Regions from separate parts of the Zea mays genome. Here region 1 is linked to region 2. A link is a contact called in public Hi-C data. All regions are on one chromosome and are shown on one strand. The core of a region is the stretch at or near the end of the contact, and the rest is flanking DNA. Distances in the headings are between cores, read along the strand shown. Region 1 holds the start of LOC100272367. Region 2 holds the start of LOC100282840 (D-tyrosyl-tRNA).

Region 1 (4,318 bases), core at 102-2,601, 200 kb before region 2:
CCCGAACTGGCATGAGAAACTGTAAGGGTACCTCTACTCCTATGTCTCCGACGGAACCGTTGAAGCTCGTGGGAGGTCAACCCTTATCTCCCGAGGATGCTACCAGGTACAGGAGTGTAGTTGGTGCGCTCCAGTACCTTTCCCTCACTAGACCGGACATCTCTTTCTGCGTCAATAGAGTTTGCCAATTCATGTCCTCACCGACACTCGAACATTGGATGGCTGTTAAGCGAATTCTGCGATACTTGACTGCTACGATTGAAATGGGTATGTGTATTACAAAGTCGTCATCAACATTGCTCAGTGCCTTCTCTGATGCTGATTGGGCAGGTAATCCTGATGATCGACGAAGCACCGATGGTTTTGCCATATTTTTTGGCAAAAATCTCATCTCTTGGAGTTCTAGGAAACAACCAACAGTATCTCGTTCTAGTACAGAAGCTGAGTACAAAGCTATTGCTGATGCCACTGCTGAAGTAATATGGTTACAAGTCCTTCTCCGGGAACTTGGTCTTCCACAGCCTCGTGCTCCGACTTTATGGTGTGATAACATTGGTGCGACATACCTCTGTGCTAATCCCATATTTCATCGACGATCAAAGCATGTTGAAGTAGATTACCATTTTGTCCGAGAACGAGTGGCTACTAAACAACTTGAGGTTCGCATCATTTCGTCCAAGGATCAGGTGGCGGACGTTATGACTAAACCCCTGACCATTACACCATTCAGTATATGTCGACGCAATCTGAACATTGCTTCACCATGTCCAGATTGAGGGGGATGTTAAATGATAGCATATATTCTATAGATAGAAGGGCAGATTTCCTCTCTCCTGAAGAGCTGCGTCTCTGATTTTCTTTCTCCTGAAGAGCTACGCCTCTGATCCTTTTCTTGATTCTCTTGTATGGTTACCATACTATGTACCCTGTACATCTATATAAACAGAATACAAGACCCTTGAAGGGCAGGCATCGAGCCAAACTAACAGGAAAGACAATACTATGCGCTTAATAAAAAGCAAAATGGGTGCGATTACTTATTCAGTGCAAGCACCTAATTAAATCATGCAAAACATCAATGTAGATTCAATGACAGTTGTCGTTCTTGTATTTCTATCCTTTTTATGTTTTTGTGTTTTTATATTTTTACCTTCTCACGTTTTTGTAGTTTGATCTTTTAGAGAGTGACGTGGAAGAGTAGAATATAAAATAAAAAAAATCGGACAATGTTGGATGTAGAATTCTAGAATCTAGATTACATCCTTGCACAGAATTTGTTCGGACTCCGTGTTCTGCACGCGAGAACCCAGAGGAGCGCTACAGAACGGAGATTTTGCCGCCTCCGTCCCCTCCACCGTTCTGGTCGCTCGCCGGTAGCTGCTCCCCGCTAACTACTCTTCCTCGCCCCGCCGCCATCGGTCCTCGCGACGCCCCTCTCCACTGCCTGTCCTGCTGCTCCACGCCGCGGACAGATCACCTCGCTCCCTCAGCTTGCAGCCGCGCCGGCACGAAGGACGGAAGGACGGGACATCCGTGGGGAACTCAAAAAAGATCCCGATACCTGGTCGCCACAATGGATCACGGCGGCGGCGGCGGTAGCGGCATCTGGATCCGTGCGGCAGTGGCGGTGGCGGCGGGAGCCGCCATCGCGGCGCGCGCTGTCCGGCGCAAGTCTGTCGACTCCAGCGCCGTGTTCGTCGGAGTCCCCGCCATGGTGGCTCATACCGTCGCCGGGTACAGGTTGGAGAGCCGCCTCTTTTCAGTTCTCCCTTTCCGGTGGAAGGGCTCGCCCATGAAATCGTGACGAGATCTCGAGTCTGGGACGTGCAGGTTCGCGGGGCTGCTACTGGTGTTCTTCTTCACGTCGTCGCGGGTGACGAGGGTCGGCGAGGCGAGGAAGCGTGCTCTCGATCCCGAGTTCAAGGAGGGCGGGCAGCGTAACTGGTGAGCGAGATCGCTGCCTCTGTTACCAATTTATAACCAAGAGTGATATGGAATACCTTTTCTCAGTTTGGGGTATGATGGTGGGGTAAATCTATGCAACACATGAAAACTATGTCTGAAGTTACTTGATTTTGTATGTTGGTGAATGATGTTATAGGTTGAGGTTCTGCAGATCGGATAATTATTGATTTTTTATACTTATTGTCTACATTGTTAGCTCTCTAGAGATTTTTTTATTGTTTACATCATTAGCTCTCTACAGACTTCAGATGACTTCAATTCTGGTTATTTAGTAGAATAATGAGTTGATTTGTTGGGATAGAGTTTATATCTCAGTAGAAATTTTCGACGAGATCAGAGTATCTGGTGGGAGTTTTGTTCGATTATTTCCGGTAGTGATCCTATAGTTTTGTGTCAGAGGAGAAACCAAGGGCTTTATATGGCATTGTGCAGCCATAAAATGACTAGATGAGCTAACTTTTCATAAGTGGAAGGATGAGGCCCCTCAATTTGAATTCAATTGCCTTTCTTCTGTTAAGGACACATCATGTCCACTGTCTAATAAAAGATGTTCTGTATGCCTTTCTGTACACTGATGTAATTAATATTTTTGCCGGCATGCCTACTTTCTCTAGCTCAGTAGCTATGCCATTGGTTGTTACATTATGCTCACTTTTATTCATAGAGTTGCTAGAATACAGAAAATAATAAACAATGGACAGTTTCTATTTTGATGTAAGATTATCCTCCACCCATATTTATCCATCCTTTTCAGAATTAGAGTCATTTTATGAAAATAAAAGGCTCTTGGTCTGGATGTCATGTTGATTGTGGAACAAGTCTACCAGTAATGATGGAGATAGAAAGAGGGAAACTACATATACGGTACTTGCAATTGATTACCAATCAAGAAGCTAAACCTAAATTCACTTTTCCTATACCAAGCCTTGTTCATGGGCGCGACGCTACGCCGTGAGCCATTGCTGGTAGACTTGGTCCCACATGACAGTGGATTTAAATGAGATGCAACCATTGTGCCTGTTTTTGTGGGCTTTTTAATATTGAAAAATATTTTCATTATTGCTTAGCTGGATATGTTTGGATTTCAGAAAGTTCCCTTCTGAATCTTTCTAATGCAGGTGCAACCCACTCTTATTGGCAGGAAGCAAGTTTTGTCAAATAGCGGTATTGCAAGTATCTTGGTTGTTTTGATAGCATCAGTTACCGGAGGGACAGATAGGTGTTTGGATTCAAAAGAGTCGACTCTTGTTACTGCTCTTATTGGTGGTGTTATCGGACATTATGCTTGCTGCAATGGAGATACTTGGTCATCTGAGCTCGGCATTCTCAGTAAAGCTGAGCCACGAATTATCACAACATTCAAGGTGCTGTTAAGGCTTTTTTCTGATTGCACAAATCATCAGCAAACATGTAATTTTTCACTGTTTACTTTTGATTTGTTCAGAGAGTGCGGAAGGGTACCAATGGTGGTGTAACCATAGATGGGCTTCTGGCAGCAGCAGCAGCTGGATTCTCGATTGGGCTTGCATTTGTGCTGATAGGATTCTTCACCACTCAGTGTGCTCCTGATGTATTCTGGAACCAGCTGCTGGCTATACCCTTGGCTACAGCTGCTGGCCTATGTGGAAGTTTGATCGATTCGTTCTTGGGCGCAACAGTTCAGTATAGTGGGTTCTGCAGTGTTCGCAAAAAGGTATTACAACCTGAACTGTTTGAAATCTGCCAGTGTCTACATATCCTTATCCCCTCTGGTTTTGAAAGCTGATTCTCTGTTCTGTCATGTTTGTTTTGCTTAGGTGGTGGGTGTAGATGGTCCAACGGTAACAAGGATTTCAGGGATGAACATACTGGATAACAACGGGGTCAATGTAGTCTCTGTGTTCTTGACAACTGCTCTTACTGCGGTGGCTTGCACATACATTTTCTGAGGTTAGCTATGGCGAGTATTGGTGCGCCATGGTAGGTCCACATTAGATGACACAGAGAAACCTGATTGATGAATTAGAACAGCAGATTGTGTAGCAGTGGCATTAATCATTTTCGAACACCTAGCAGAAGATGAACAATTGTTCTCCTTTAACAAAAAATGTTTTCAACAGTAGATGAGATCTTGTAAAAATAGAGAAATTTCATGTCTCTCTTAAAGATGTCTCGAAGTCGTTGCTCTATGCCTCCGTCGCTTGTTTTCCCTAACTGCAGGAGAGGTGATGCATGTGATGTTATCTCTGTGAGCGTATTTGTTTCTGTGCCCTTACAAAGAACATATTCGTTGTCATCGTCTTGGTGCTCATCAATTTGTGAAATATTTTTTAATACATTTCTGTTAGATAAAAGGGAAAAATGATTGCCAAGT
Region 2 (4,290 bases), core at 1,158-3,657:
CTGTAACTGACTGGCAATGACAAAGCGCTAGAACTGTTTAAAAAAAATTAACGGCAAATCACATGACTAATACCAACTTCAATTCTGATATTTTCTTTGTGACCAGCCTACCAGATAGACGCAAAGTTCATACCAAGTGCACAGCAGGAGGGCTTTCAGATCCAACTGCACCAAAAAAATCTGAATGAGAAAGATGTGATGGAGAACCCTAAACCCTAGGTCAGCAAGAGACCCAGAATTTTAACACGTCTCTTTAGCTACTCTTGCTTCACCATCCGCAACCAAATCATCATAACCATTGCTGTTCAAATGCATAGAAATGAATAGTTCAGACAAGTCTGTATAACCTTGCATGCTATTCTAGCTAGCAAGTGTATGGTTCAATAAAGATTAAAATAAACCTGGTAATTTGAACGAACTCACCTTGACTGAGCAGCACCTTGCAGTGAGGGTGAGTCGATTTGCATTGTCACGGGGCCATCATTCACCAAAGAAACCTGCAAGGCTTTCCAATTTACACCTTTTTTTCTGAGAAGGTCAATCAAACGCTATGAGGACAAATAACATGTTTCAGTCAGAGGCACCTTCATCATCGCTCCAAAAACACCATCTGCCAGTCAAAGTAGGAAATCGTCACATATATTTTCATGTGATACAGTGACTCATGGCAGAAATCTTTAGATGTAGATGGAACATAGTGCAAAACAGCAAAAGCAATAGTAGCAGCAGAGAAATAACAAGTGCAAGAAGATCATGTATTATGAGTATGGGGAGCATAGACATACTATGGCAATAGGCCAATAGTTCAGCGAAGTAAACAAGTGAGCAGAACATCTGGAAAACATCACTAAAGAAATAGCTATGTTATCGGCATATCATAACAGGAAGTGACTATTGAGAAGATGAAATGTACATCCAGCAGAAAAGAATGTTCAACACAGGACCATGGGCGGCGTGGGAACGTTACAATGAATGTATCAATAATAACAGGAAAATCCAAAATATAGGCATATCCATGTTAACAAAAGGAAAGAGAACATTGATTTGGTATTCAAGAATTCAGGTTGGCAAACTGTGTAAAGCGCAACGAATTAATTATAAAATACATATTTGTTACCTTTCACTGAATCAGCCGAGTATGACCTTTGAAATTTCTCAACTAGAGAAGCATAGAATGGTTTCGCTTTTGCAGGTGACATAGCCACGTGAAAATCTGGCTTATTACCCTTCAGGATGCCGTATAAGGTGAACTGACTGACTGAAGAAGACATCATGTCAGAAATGTAGTGGTTAATAACAGATTTAATGGAGGCTATTTATATTTTACACATGGTGAAAGGCTGCATCATCATATTACCCAATAGCACTTCAAAGTTACGCTGCATAACCTGCAGGGAAGAAAAATCTTATTTAAATTAGACTTCAAAGCTCATACGAAGTGCAAGAAATAATTAACATTCTCAAGTAGGCCAACTTTATTCTTTGGGCCAAGATGGTCTGAGGCTTACACTTTGATCCCATGCTTTTCCAGTCTTGTCATTTGAAAACAGCCTCATGTTCAGGACCTTCCGACAACTATGTAAGGGTAGTATTAGCATGCAAATTAGAGGTATAACAGCAGGTCATGTTAATTTAACATTTCAGCATAAACAAAATTTCATAAAAAGGGTGGTAAGTTAACAACATATCAGAAAAAAAGGTGTCAGAATTTGGCAAAGCCCGATATGTTGGACACATAATATATTTGCCAAAGAATACTAATAACGAAGCTGGCACCGAATGCATGCCGCATGCGGTACTAAACACAAAAAACATACCACACAACAGATTACGTTAGCAGTACAAGTGACTAATGCTATCATTCATTTATCAAGGATCATCATTACATTCTGCACTGCAATCACTCCGTCAGCTCAAATAACTGGTTACTGAATCAACACAGTACACTGCTAACTGATATCCGGTGAACACATCCCCACTGCAGATTCTGATGAGCTATAAAGATATAGTCATAGGTAAACAGACAATAATTGAGACGATGGCTAGCAGTATAAACCAGTAACTGGAGGAAGTGGGAGGCGAATGAAAGGAGAAGAGTGTTATACATGTAGTCGGCGTCGGAGTCCGTGTCCGCCTCGTGGACGCCGACGAGAACGAGGAGTCCAGGGCCGATCGCAGACACTATTCGCCCCTCGACCTGCGACCCCACAGAGAAGCATTCAGGGAAGATTCCGAGCGAATTGCAGTGCACTGGAGAGCGCGCTCACCTCGACACTGGCCGAGAGGACGCGCTGCACCACAGCCCTCATCCTGTGTCTTGTCCTGCGTCCGCCAAGCACAGTGCTGAGGGACGACCGGACGAGTCGCTGCTCGCCGTCGAGAGATCCAGAAACGGCGGCGGTTCTGGTAGAGCCTGGGGGGAGCTAGTGCAATGCGCGGACCCGGATGCCTCGTTGATGGGCCTTTGTTGTCAAACACCCCGTTGATGGGCCGTGAAAAAGGCGCCAATAACTTACTGGGTCGGGCTTTGCATTTGTTCTGTTGCCTGAACTAAAAATTCTTGACAAAATATTACATGATAATATACTTGACAAAATATTCTGTGCCTAGAGGAAATAACACAACAAATATTACGATCTACATTATTGTGTCAAGGAATACATGCAAGTTATTTTAAACTAGTACCTCAAATTTAAATATGAGGCTTTACACAGAAAAACCTCTAACAGTGTCTCATTTCATAAAATTAAATCAGGGATTCAGGGGGAAAACAGTATGGTCTAAAACTTCTGAATCGGCTTGGAGTCGATGCTGACGAAGAGAAGGGAAATTTCATTTCACAGCGTAGAGAAATTTCTGATGCAGTGCCCAAGGTGTCTCAGATAAATCATTTGTAAATATTTCACAGGAGTGGCTCTTGATAAATGTGAAATTAGTCCATAGAAATCAGCGTATGAGTTAATAAAGGATGAAGGAAATTACTTTGTACTAGCATGTGATGCTCTAGAAATCACGATAGGATACAGTAATAAATCCTTAAAAAGCAGAAGCATCCAATCACTCATGTAATATCACTCTGGCATGACATCAGCCTACTACACCATGCCAAAGCGGAATAGTTACTAGCTGCTTTAGAATGAGGTGGCAAATTGACCTTTTTGGTGGCACGCCTGGCGTGTCGTTGCGTGCCTCTCTCGCAGTCCAGTCAGTCTCGCCGCCGCCGCGGCGGCTGCAAATGCTATCTGATCATCCACGTCTCGCGGCGTTATTCAGCTTATAAAGAAATCCACGGCTAATCAACTGGTTATTATTAACTCAGCGATCGATCATTTCGCCTTTTGGCATGTTCTCTTCTGAAACGATTAGCTGGGGGCGCTGGGCCCGGACCCGGGAGGGCAACGGCCAGCCGATCGTCCGCGTGGCGTGCATGGCATGCACATGGGCCACGACGACAGCTGGCGGGGCGGCCTCCTTCCTTCCTCCTGCCCCAGTTTGATCCCTCCTGTTCCCGTCCAAAGTGTGGCGTTGTCACTTGTTGTCAGGCTACCGGACCAAACTGCGTGCTCCGGCCTCCGGGAGAGGAGAGAGGGTAGAGCCAGAGGAGTTGGGCGCGCAGCAGGATGAGCGGGGAGGAGGCCGACGGCTCCAAGCCCCAAGGAGGCGGTGTACACTACGGCACCTTCCAGGGGCCGCCCAGCTACCCGCCCCCGCGCCCGCCGCCGAGCCTCTCCGCCCACCACCGCGGCGACTACCAGGCCGTTCCCGGTAACGCTGCTGCGATTTCCTTTCTCGAATACTTCCCCAATTCACTTTCTAGGCGTACCATTTATAAGACAAAAATCTGCGGGATCAAGTTTCTAGGCATCGTTCGTCGTCCCACACACACACACAGTCACACACCCAGAGAGCGAGAGGTTTCTAGGCGACTAGGCGTCGTTTGATCTCAACTGATTGCCCCTATTCGGCGACTCTACTATTGTGCAAACTGGGGCCACTAACCAAAGTAAATTACCTTTTACCTTGTTATTACAAGGATATTTATTAATCCATTTCAGTTCTGGAGCGACGGTTCTACTGTACTTCTCTAGTCTACTCCTACTTACTGTCAAACCCTTCTTGTCCTGTGCCTGTGCCCACTGTATGCAATGTACGTATACTGTAGAGTACCTGCTCTGCTTTTCGATGCATTCCGTGTATGCTTAAATTCCATGTTTCTGTTTTCCTTGCTCCGCTTTCAGCTCGAGATTACGAGGCAGGTGTGCGGGGACGTAGCCATGATCGACTTCCCTG

The links. A called contact is a pair of places that touch in the nucleus more often than the background predicts.
Region 1: a contact with region 2 is called in a Hi-C map of ear, with 2.3 times the contacts expected there. The contact joins the promoter of LOC100272367 here to the promoter of LOC100282840 in region 2. A contact is called at or near these places in 3 of 25 Hi-C or Micro-C datasets (ear, leaf and tassel).

The regions. Positions count from the first base shown.
Region 1 is chr3:10,120,971-10,125,288 of Zm-B73-REFERENCE-NAM-5.0, reverse strand. LOC100272367 reads left to right here and starts at 1,351. Exons shown (of 5, transcript NM_001146849.1): 1 at 1,351-1,740; 2 at 1,831-1,944; 3 at 3,107-3,329; 4 at 3,410-3,658; 5 at 3,762-4,065. The coding sequence starts at 1,574. The coding sequence ends at 3,893.
Region 2 is chr3:9,922,474-9,926,763 of Zm-B73-REFERENCE-NAM-5.0, reverse strand. LOC100282840 (D-tyrosyl-tRNA) reads right to left here and starts at 2,407. Exons shown (of 8, transcript NM_001397645.1): 1 at 2,268-2,407; 2 at 2,106-2,197; 3 at 1,509-1,575; 4 at 1,358-1,388; 5 at 1,118-1,258; 6 at 585-610; 7 at 424-497; 8 at 1-165. The coding sequence starts at 2,309. The coding sequence ends at 156. LOC100284168 reads left to right here and starts at 3,525. Exons shown (of 4, transcript NM_001157064.2): 1 at 3,525-3,765; 2 at 4,239-4,290. The coding sequence starts at 3,621.